4 separate regions of the Zea mays genome follow, and all the other regions are linked to region 2. A link is a contact called in public Hi-C data. All regions are on one chromosome and are shown on one strand. The core of a region is the stretch at or near the end of the contact, and the rest is flanking DNA. Distances in the headings are between cores, read along the strand shown.

Region 1 (2,700 bases), core at 167-2,666, 250 kb after region 2:
AAATAACATATTACACAGTGCAGAGAAAATCCACTGCCACTTCTCAAATACCAAATGGAAAGAAATGAGTACACTGGGAGCAAGCGATAATGGTGATAATAAACTACTGAGGGTTTCGCTAGTTACATTCTATAACTCACAAAGTCAATTTCAACAAATTGTTAATGACCAAGAAAAATAAAATGTTGCTCCAATTAACACGACAGCTACCAGCTGGTGACCAAAGATGAAGAAATCAGCTACCAAGAAAAGATAAGGAAACTTTATAAACAGCTTCCCAAAACTCTAAATAATACCTTAACTTGTAGAAAGTTACTACTATACACTAACCATGTAAGGTAAAAAGGCTGTAAAACTGCAGAAAAACATTTTGCAGGCCAAACAGTCCAACTCCATAATATGTATTCAACATTGACGTACAAACAAATAAGCAAAAAAAATAGAATTGGACCAGTAACAGGCTATTAACAGCTTTTACAAACATTGTCTCAAACTCTACTTAATACCTTAACTTGTAGAAAGTTGCTACTATAGACTATGCAAAATTACACATAATCATCTTGGAGGTCAAACAAGATAACTTCATAATATGGATCGCCGTGCAACAATAAATACAAAGCATCTAACAACAGCTTACTAACAGGCTAGTCTTCTTTGTCCCAATGTATCAGTAACATATTAGCCTTCACCCATCACTGTGACTGTGATAATAGCTACACTCGGATAAATTATTTACTAACAGGAAAAATATTTCAGTTCAAAAGAACCTCAGTTTAGGGCTTTAGGCCAAACACATGCACCGGCCAGGTTCAATGGTAAACCACAATTAATCAATGACGAGATGCAGACAAATCCAACCCTTGGATGAAATATGAGCGGTAGGAAAACTTACATGCTGAAGCATCCCTGGCACTTGACATCCTGCAACACAAAAATAATATTTTTCACAATTAACACATGGGGGATAGAGAAAAGGTGAACGGAAAACGGCCTAGTTTACACCCACCACAGATACGGGAGAATATTAGGGATAAGAACAAGTACCATGAAGAAGGAGTTGGGGGATTGGACGAGGCGCTTCTTCTTGTGCTTGAGTTTCTCGAGCTCTGCCGGCGGGTTCAGAAGGTCGATGTCGTTCTGGAGAACCTGCGCAACCAATCAATCTCAGGATCCGATCGAGCACGATGGCGATGAGCGGCGCAACAAATTCGGATCTTGAGTAAGCTGAAGATGAGGGGATTAGAGCTTACCATCTTGCCTCGGGCGGCGGCGGAGGAGAGTGCGTTTGATACGGCGGCGGAGGAGGAGCTGCAGCAGACGAGTCTGAGCAGGGAGGGTTTTGCGCGGACGGCTAGTCGGCTACTAGGATTTGGAGAATCTCGACCGTCCAACCTGCTGGCTCATCATTATATCTTCGCAGTGAACCACACCGCATTGCACACAGTGGGCCTAGATTATTCGGCTTGTCTCTGTAGCTCAATTGGGCTTGTCTCTGTAGCTGAATTGGGCCCATTTGTGGGAGAACTAGAAACGTTGCTTTATAAAACAAAATAAAAAAATCTAAACACGACACGACGATCAAATCGAATCCACTACCATTGTTGCCGGTGAACCTAAAGAAATAAACAAATGCGCATTTCAAATGCAAGCAGAAAATAAGTTTGTTGAGATACGTTAGGAGCAACCTGCATTCTTTTTGCAAAGGCAGATTTGGAAATTAGCCTCATTATTCCAACTTTTAACTTGCTCAGCAACGTGCAAGCCCAAAATCCAATGCCTACGGTTTTTGGCTTAGTAAGTAGCCAACGTATATTACAAGATTATAACAGCAGATCTCTTCCTTTCTATTTTGTTGCAACCAGCTACCACAAGAGATAATTTCTTACACCAATCATTTTAGAATAAATTACAACATCTCATACGAGCCACCACAGAAATCAGCAAAACCAGCATGCTCACGTTGCCAGCAAATCAGTAGCCACTTTTTTTTCACCCTCTACTCATCAAATGTCTGACTTCTTGTGCCACCTTGGTTTTGGAAATCTGGATATCGGTGGTTTCTGAAACTTGGTTCGTTTTGGATATTTAAATTACGCTGGTTTCTGTCACTTGGTTCATGTTGGAAACTTGAATCACGCTTATTCCTGAAATTTGACTCATTTTCATAACTTTGATCAGAACGGTTTCCAAAAGTTTGAACATGCAAGCCAAAATCATCACTCATGTTCGTATGAGCAAAACTTGAATCATCCTGGCTTCTAAATCTTGGGTCACGCCGAGCATAATTGTTCTCAGTGTTCATGGGAGCAAATGCTGCAAGAAACAGGGAGATATTACAAGAACTTAACATGCAGAACTATCTATAACAGTATATTTTGATGAGTTGTCAAAAGGAGTGAGCTGTCATTTATTGCAAGAAACAATACCTCATATCATTCATTTAAATTTTATGTGTATAACCTTGAAGACAAAAACATCATCAACGAAAAAAAAAACATCTGGTACAAACAAATATGAACTTACCTCGTTCTCTCATTCTCCTTTCTCTGTCATATTCAAATTTGTCACGAATTTGAGTAACCCTTTCCCACGTTTCACCTCGTTTGTTCACCCCGAAGCCAAGGTCCTGCAGTACAAACCCATTGTTCACAATGTTTTGATAGTTGCCAGTAACTAGCTAGTTGATCTATTGTAGCAATC
Region 2 (2,833 bases), core at 198-2,697:
TATATAGTTATGATCAGTGTTGTTTGATACTTTAGGCCAATTGCTATTGAGAAGAGCCAATGGCTACGAGGGTTTAGATAACATATAAATGCTTATTGGTCTGATCTTGAACTTGTCAAATATAGGACAAATACAAGTTAAACCCGGCTAAAAACGAGTTCCATCTCGGTTTCCGTTCCGTTCCGATTTTTCTCGCAAATATGAAAACAAACGGGTTAAATATAGAAAACGATATGCCGAAACGAGATTTTACCCGTCCATTTTCAACCCTAAATACCATTAAACCCTTAACCATACCGAATCACATATGCTTATTCCTTTTCATATGGGATAAGCAAAATAGACTTGACTGTCTTTTATTAGCTTTGGTTAACAAGTTTGATTTATAGAGTGTTTGATTTCTTTAGCCACTCTTCTAAACTTTAGTTCCTAGAAATTTTATTTAGAAGACCTATTTTTATTTATCCTGTTTGATATTTCATGGACTAAAGTGACTAAAGTTTAGGAAGTGGAAACCAAACACACCCTTATTATGTCCGTATTAAGATGCAACTTGTGGAGACAAGTATGTAGTCAATCTTCATTATTGTCTTTCTCCTATAGGTACGTATGCAAATATATGGGATTCTCAAAGCGTCGAATCAAACATCAGTTACAAGTTACTATCGAGTTTCTATTTCAGCAAATTCCTTACCACCAAACATGGCAATTGTTTCTGATTGAGCACAAATCAGCTCATCCAAATCAAAATCTACAAGCCAAAGGGATTCTAAAATCATCTAAGTGATACTTAGGGTGTGTTTGGCATGGCTCTGCTCCACCCCAGAGCAGCTCTACTCTAAAACTCTGGGTGGAGCAGCTCTGCTCCATAGTTTAGATTGTTTCTCATAACTAGTGGCAATGGCGGGTAAATAACTCAAAACTCCATGACTAGGTTGCTTTTTTGGAGTTTTCAGAGCAGCAAAAGAGGTACTCCAAAAAATTGTACTACAGCTCCAAAAACTCCATAGAGTTTACAACTCTGGAGTTAGGGTGTTTGGCATGCTCTGGCCAGCTCCTCCTTGGAGTTTTGCTCTGGAGCCATGCCAAACAGGCCCTTATATATATATATATATATATATTTGTCTTAAAATAAGTGTCACAACAAGTTTTGTGTTGATTAAACTTTTTTTAAAGATCGACCAGGTTTACATAAAATATTAATAACATTTATCTCTCTAAAGAAATTTAAGAACATATTTAATTTATATATATTTTGTTAAATATAAAACATTTAATCCATAAACAAACAAGAACTGTATTTATTTTAAAATGGAGATGTTGGAGAAACGGAAATGGAGGACGTTTACAGAAAAGGAAGAAAAGGGAGGGGGGGACAAGAAATAGCGTCCACAGCCCACGGTCACGGTGGCACCAACCCACCAAGGCCAAGCCCGTGGCGTGGTCACTGGTCGGCTACCGCTTTGCAGCTGGCGCGCGGCTTTCACGAGCAGCTCCAGCGCAGGCTCAGCCCGCCCACGCGGCGTACCCGCGGACCGGCCCGCCCGCCGAAGCCCGAACCCGGCAAGGAAAAACTAACACCTCACGCCGTCGCATCTCACGGCCTGTCCCGATTCATTCGGATTTCCTTCCGCCTTCCGACAGCGGCTGTCTCGGCGACCCAACCCCAGCCTGACCCCACCTCCCGCCGCCGCCGCCGCCGCCGCCGCCGCGCCTTCGTCGTCAGGAGCAGGGTCCCGGTGGCTGCGTCTCTCTCCCCTGCCCCCCTGCTCCACACTCGGTTCACGCGTCGGCTCGCTACCGCAGGCCCTCGACTCGTACGCCCGTCCCCGGCGGCGATCCGGCCGGCACCGTAACCCTAGGACTCCGACGGAGCAGGTAGCTTACCGTCCTTCGTGTGGGGCCTCTCTTCCCTCCTCTCTGCTCCTTCTGTTGGATCAGGATTCGAGACGGGCGGTGCGTGTATCCGCGCTCGGTCGCCTGCTCGAGATCGTAGACCGAGGTGCGATGGATTAGATCTCTGAGATTGGAGGTGCGTGGGCTGATGGAAAGCTGGGGTGGAGCCGTTGCTCTGCGTGGATTTTGTTTTCTAGCTGCTGCCGGGATCACAGTGACGAGATCCTGCCATTTCATGTGCTTATTGTATCATGCCTCGAATCTTTGCATATGTCAGGCGCTTATAGCAACTCATTCTTATTTTAATGTGGTTTTCCATATTTTGTTTGTAGTTTTCCATCCTTTGTTTTGGCTAAGTAGTTTAACTATCCAACTAGCGGCTACCATGACGAGGGCAGCTCTACCTGTGCCAAATTTCAAGTGATATAATGATTTTGCATCTTGCTAATCCTACTCTATCATACTAGCAATCAGGCTATTGGAATCAGTATCTGGTTGCTTGTGTTTAACGTGCTGACATGATGTTGCATCTGGTAAATCCAATAAGATGACATGAATGGTCTTAGTCTTATGAAATCTTATGTAGTCTCATACGATCCAGTTGTTTTCAACATCTTACACAATCACATTCCATGATTACTCCCTGTGAATGGATCAGTTTATGTACTAACATAATGATTTGGAGTACATGAAAGGAGCTCCTGCAAATGTGTCTGCTCATATGTTACCATCCATATATTTTCTTTCACACAGCACGTGGAAAGATACTTCAAGTTTGCTGTAGTTCACTTCGGAGCGAACATTAATATTGTATATAGTCAATGCCCGTCGCACACACACTCATATTTAACACCCATAAAAATAAATTTAATATCAAAGTGAACATATGGTCCACATCAGATATTAAACTGATAAGAACAAATATTACACTTTATCT
Region 3 (2,700 bases), core at 198-2,697, 170 kb after region 2:
TTTGTAAAACCTAACTCCGGTAACAAATCACCGTCTCCCTCTTGATTTGTATTTTCCATTCGATATTTTTCTCTCCTCCCTAAGTTCTTATTGTTTCGTATTGTTGCTAAGTCTAAATTCTACAATCTTCTTTACAACAATAGAAGTATTGAACTTAGCTAATTCTCGGACTAACCATCTTGCTCTATCATTCAAGATTACATATCTTAGATCAAGTTTTCGATTGTTTTAAGTTAAATTTTAGGTTTCGCCTATTCATCCCCTCTATGCGACTTTCAACGTCGACTCTATCAAAATATCATAATGAAGCTATAATGAATTAATGATACTATAGTGGGCTTCTATACTACTATATTAAGAACCTAATGTAGGCGTCTGGTGCTACCACGGCTTCAGCCACTGCGCTGACACTCTGGACCCGCCCTGACCGGTTCTCTCGCCCCACGCGCCCCGCCTCGTGTTGTGCCCTGTGGGCACCACGCCCAGCGGGCCTGCTCTCTTAGCTAGAGCCCTATGGATCCCCAGCGCCCGCGCAGCCAACTACTGCGTCTGCCCCGTCCGCGCAGCTACCACACCGCGCAAAAAATAGTGCAAAGCAAGCACTCAAACCCACGCTCCCTGATCCAGAAATTTAGGGCTAACCACCAGACCATACATATCTTAGTGTTTAGAAATGAACAATAATTATATTTGAATAAATATCTCAATATATATTTATATGATATATAACAACAGTAGCAAAGCACGGATAACTGGCTAGTATATGCTAACATCATTCCATGGTATTTTTCTTAACACCTATTTTCCACCTCTTTTCTCCCTGTCTGTCGAGATGCTAAGCCGATTTCAAACCAACTATATTTCCACTTTTATAGCTCCTTATTCAAAAAAGATCAATCACCCCGATCATATTCTTGCAAGAGGTTTAGGAATTAGACTAGCATTTGTGAACAAACTTATCCCTTTCTATTTTAAATAATAAGATGTTTCGTTTTTTAGATACATTGCTTTTGTTATCTATTTAGACATAGTATAGTATATATCTAAACCTATGTCAATCGTCTTATAATTTAGATATTTAGAACGAAGGGAATATATTCTAGGGATTGATATTGTATTATGTAAGTTGCTGTAATACATAAAACAATATTAATAATACTCCATATGTTTGTAAAAGTTTTTTTAAAAAAAGTGATCTGAATAGTATTTTTTAAGAAAATATCGTTTTTCTCTCATGATGAACAGTATTTTCTCCCAGCACAGCAGAAAGGAAATAGCGCGCGGACGGCCCATGATCTCTATTGTCCGTTCCGTTGCGGGCGGGCCGGCCCAGATATGAACCCCACGCGTTGCCAAATAAAGAAACTTGTACTGTGCTGGCCACAGCCCCAGTGATGACTGTTCCCAGCCTCCCCCTATTTATAGCCTCCTGCCCTCTTCCCTCTCTCTTCCTCGCCGCATTGACCTATTCACTTCCTCCATAATAACTAGTGCTACTAGGTCCCCCACGGCCGAGGAGGAATTAGAAAACAAAATTAAATCTCAAGTCTAGGGCGGAGATGAACGTTGCGGAGGAGGAGGTGAGCATGGAGAGGGAGGAGAAGGGCGGCAATGTTCGCGATGGCGAGGTGAGGACGACGGCGGCGGCGGCGGCAGCTGTGAGCCTGGAGACGCTGCGGAAGCGGATGGCGGACTTCGCGACGGAGCGGGACTGGGAGCAGTTCCACTCCCCTAGGAACCTCCTTCTCGCCCTGGTTCGGCTGCTCCACTCCTCTTCTCTACTCTATTCACTTGCGATATTCACGGCCAATTTCGGAGAACATCGCTCTAATTTCATTTGGCGACTTATATTAATTTGGGGTGTCGTGAGAGTTCTTCGTATCTGCTGCGCCGAGATATATATTTTTTTTCCACAAAAAAATGGCGATATGGGGTTTGTATAGGCGGTCCAGTTCTTGTCCAGAGAAACGAGAATGATTGGGTGCAGAAAAGCCTTGTCGTCCTTCAGTAATCAGTCTGTCCACCCGACCCGACCCCCGTAGCTGTCAGGTTCGCCACTTTTTGTTCTCTTTCTTTCAGTACTACTACCGCATTGCGACTTGCGAGGCTGATGGACAGAATCTGCGCTTCTGTCCTGTTGCCTGCAGTTGGCTTGGTCAAAATCTCACACGATGCGTGTGGTTTCGCTCGTGGGGAACACGGGGGAGAAAGAGGGTAGTACAAAGGGAAAGGCACTCAGGAACCCGTCTCTTCGAATAGTTCAAGATCGTAGGACTATGTAAGATGACATTTGTTATTTGATGAAAACACGGGTGATCAAATCAAATGCTACTACTGATATTGTCACAGGGAAGACTGTATTCGTAGTGGCTACAATGTGCATCTGTACGGTCCGAACAGCGAGGTGCAGTCCTTTTTGAAGGGAAAAGAGTGGGGTGCGGTCCTTTTTGAGGGGGGGAAGAGTGAGATGCTACATTGCTTCACATTCAATGCTGGCATGTATGGACCAATGGTCCAGAATGTTTCAAACCTTGTTGTGCACATGGGGATACTGTCTGTAGAAATAATTTGGTTCTATGACCTGGGATTTGCAGCTCCTGTTGTTTAAGGTGTGTTGCATCTGCCGAAATTATAGATGTTATATGTCTAATGGCTACTCATATTTCATTTATATGTTGTACATGGATATGTGAGGATGAA
Region 4 (2,700 bases), core at 164-2,663, 190 kb before region 2:
GATCTCACAGTGGTGCACAGACAACGGGATCACTCTGCCACCGGTTGAGAACCAAGATGAAGATCTGGTTACAAACAATGAGCGGGAGACATTTCGTAAACTGTTTGAGAGGATCGTATCGTCGTCGTCAGACCTGTCTGAGCAGAGGGAAGCCATTAAAGAGCTCAGGCTGCGGACTAAGTGCAACAGTTCACTAAGAGCAGCGATAGGAGAGAGACCGGATTCAATCTCGCAGATGATTTCCGTAGCGTCCAGCCCAGAGCTAGAAAACAGTGCAGAAGTTGTGGAGGATACGGTGACAGCTATCCTTAATCTCTCTATCCACGAGAGCAACAAGAAGATCATTGGAGACGACCCACTGGCAGTCCCGTTCCTGATCAAGGCCTTACAGTCAGGAACCATGGAGGCCCGGAGCAACGCCGCCGCCGCCATCTTCAGCCTATCCGCGCTGGACGGCAACAAGGCGAGGATCGGCGAGCTCGGCGCGATGAGGCCGCTGGTGGAGCTCCTCGAGCACGGCAGCACGGCAGCGAGGAAAGACGCGGCCTCGGCCATCTTCAACCTGTGCACGCTGCACGAGAACAAGTCGCGGGCCACCAAGAGCGGGGCCGTCGACGTGACGCTGAGGGCCGTCGCCTGCGCCGGGGACGGCTCTGGCTCCGGCTCGCTGGTGGACGAGTCTCTGGCCGTCCTCGCGCTGCTGTCGGGCGACCACGAGGCGGTGGAGGAGGTCGGCGAGACGGGCGGCGTGGCCTCCATGCTCCACGTCGTGAAGGACGACCCGTGCAAGCGCAACAAGGAGAACGCGGCGGCCGTGCTCTTCGCGGTCTGCGTGTACGACCGCACCAGGCTGCGGGAGGTCGCCGAGCACGAGAAGCTGAACGGGTCCCTGGGCTGGCTCGCGCGGAACGGCACGTCGAGGGCGCGGCGCAAGGCCGCCGGGATCCTCGACAAGATGAAGAGGTCCATGCACCACCCGCACTACTCCTGCTAGTGCTGCCGCCGTGGCTGTGTGTGATCAGGGGGGGAATAAGGGTGGTGTGTGTTGTGTTGGACTGCTCGTTGCTTTCGCGCTGTATATATATATATATATATATATATATATATTTCAGCCTGCGTATATAGCTCTATACTCTTGGTCTCTGTGGTTTGGTACATATATGAGGGTACATTTTTTTTCCGTCTCGCGGAGTAAGTGGTGGTGGTTTCCCCCTCTGGAACGTTCTTGTTCGTCTGAAATTTGCACTTGATATGTTTCTTCAGGGTCTTTGCATGCACATGGTCCTGATGCGTATCTGGTGCCGTATATGGATTTTTATTTTTGTTTGTTTGGTCACATTATATGGGTGGTGTTTCCTGTGGTACCTTTTTTCTGTTGAGATGAGTCAACATTCCCCCGTGCTGCTACAGACGGGTCGCTGAGACGTATGCTTCACGCGTTGTGGAATCAGATACCTAATCTGCTGACTTGTACATATTGCAAGTCCCTTTCAGGTCTTTCTCCGGCTTTCGAGATAACCAGCACTCGGTTGTCTGGGATTGGGCTCATTGTGCATACAGTCGTTTTGTATTATAGACTGTTCCAGAGTGAAGTTTTTTTTTTTTAAAAAAAAGGAGGTGGAGGTGAGATAAGATGAGTAATCTGTTGGGGATAGTATAGGTGCAAAGAGGATATCGAGGAAAAGAAAGGAGTGTGTTATTTGTATTATATGCATTATGGTCTAGTAAATGTATGTATACACATGTTCAGGCATCGTCGTCGCATTGACTATCAGGGCGATCCCTGAGTCACACCGCAGATTCGGCGAAGTCGGCGTCGTAATAACGGACTGTCTTTAAATTGCGTCTCTCTAGAGTGAGAGAGTTTACCTAACACTAACATGCCAACAGGAATGAAGCCACATCTCAAACTGCTGTCCGTTTGTAGCCGTGAAACATACCTTGATTCACACTGTCCTTCATAGCTGGCCCCACTTGTAGACGATGATGTTTCAGAGAAGGGTAGGGATCATGCACTTCATCTTCCTTCTCAGACTGGGGTGCATCGTACGTGCATACCTACGTCTTACATTGCATCATATCGACCCACAGACGTTACAACCGGTATTGATTATGTTGGAGTCGAAACGTTCGGTATCAACTATTATACTCCCTCTGTTTTAAAGTAGTAATCGTTTTAACTTTTAATTAAACGAGTGGCGATATATATATATATATATATATATATATATATATATATATATATATATATATATATATATATATATATATATATATATATATATATATATATATATATATATATATATATATATATATATATATATATATATATATATATATATATATATAGGGTGATGGTAATGGGAGCCCTGGGCTTCCATTAGTATGGGAAGCCCCAGTCAGGTATATCTACGCGCGCTCGATCTGGTTCTGGCTCGAGCGGATTGCAGCGTAAAACGTGACCTAAAACAGCGTAAATGAGTACGAAATTTAGCGTAAATCTTATATCTGTTTTGTAACAGCAAACGGGGCCTAAAATTACGGCGTAAAAATCGCATGCAGCCGATCGTGCGCGGGTTCTGGCTCAGGCGGATTCCAGCGTAAAACGTGAGCTAAAATAGCGTAAATGAGTACGAAATTTAGCGTAATTCCTATATCTGTTTTGTAACAGCAAACGGAGCCTAAAATTACGGCGTA

The links. Hi-C and Micro-C count contacts between places; a contact is called where the count stands out from the background.
Region 1: a Hi-C map of ear shows a contact between it and region 2, with 1.8 times the contacts expected there. The contact joins the promoter of LOC103627157 here to the promoter of LOC100502245 in region 2. A contact is called at or near these places in 5 of 25 Hi-C or Micro-C datasets (ear, endosperm, leaf and 1 more).
Region 3: a contact with region 2 is called in a Hi-C map of leaf, with 4 times the contacts expected there. The contact joins the promoter of LOC100282064 here to the promoter of LOC100502245 in region 2. A contact is called at or near these places in 8 of 25 Hi-C or Micro-C datasets (bundle sheath, ear, endosperm and 3 more).
Region 4: a Hi-C map of leaf shows a contact between it and region 2, with 5 times the contacts expected there. The contact joins the enhancer-like site here to the promoter of LOC100502245 in region 2. A contact is called at or near these places in 3 of 25 Hi-C or Micro-C datasets (ear, leaf and tassel).

Annotation. Positions count from the first base shown.
Region 1 is chr5:163,942,279-163,944,978 of Zm-B73-REFERENCE-NAM-5.0, reverse strand. It overlaps LOC103627157 (40S ribosomal protein S27), which reads right to left and starts at 1,416. Exons shown (of 4, transcript XM_008647462.1): 1 at 1,251-1,416; 2 at 1,045-1,146; 3 at 893-921. The coding sequence starts at 1,253. It overlaps LOC100276742 (Os02g0478550-like protein), which reads right to left. Exons shown (of 5, transcript NM_001150458.2): 4 at 2,524-2,626; 5 at 1,677-2,313. The coding sequence ends at 1,997.
Region 2 is chr5:164,188,512-164,191,344 of Zm-B73-REFERENCE-NAM-5.0, reverse strand. It overlaps LOC100502245 (Polyadenylate-binding protein-interacting protein 3), which reads left to right and starts at 1,447. Exons shown (of 15, transcript XM_008646000.4): 1 at 1,447-1,878. It overlaps LOC111589480 (U2 spliceosomal RNA), which reads right to left; the gene lies at 2,655-2,833.
Region 3 is chr5:164,018,106-164,020,805 of Zm-B73-REFERENCE-NAM-5.0, reverse strand. It overlaps LOC100282064 (RS21-C6 protein), which reads left to right and starts at 1,447. Exons shown (of 2, transcript NM_001154977.2): 1 at 1,447-1,754. The coding sequence starts at 1,560.
Region 4 is chr5:164,380,379-164,383,078 of Zm-B73-REFERENCE-NAM-5.0, reverse strand. It overlaps LOC100284415, which reads left to right. Exons shown (of 2, transcript NM_001157310.2): 2 at 1-1,065. The coding sequence ends at 994. Among protein-coding and RNA genes, the nearest start is that of LOC100284415, 4.3 kb to the left of the region's middle. Within about 2 kb of position 1,413, at least 18 of the 20 cell types and tissues checked have an H3K27ac peak or open chromatin away from gene starts, as enhancers often do. A contact at or near this core is called in ear, leaf and tassel, where this site is marked.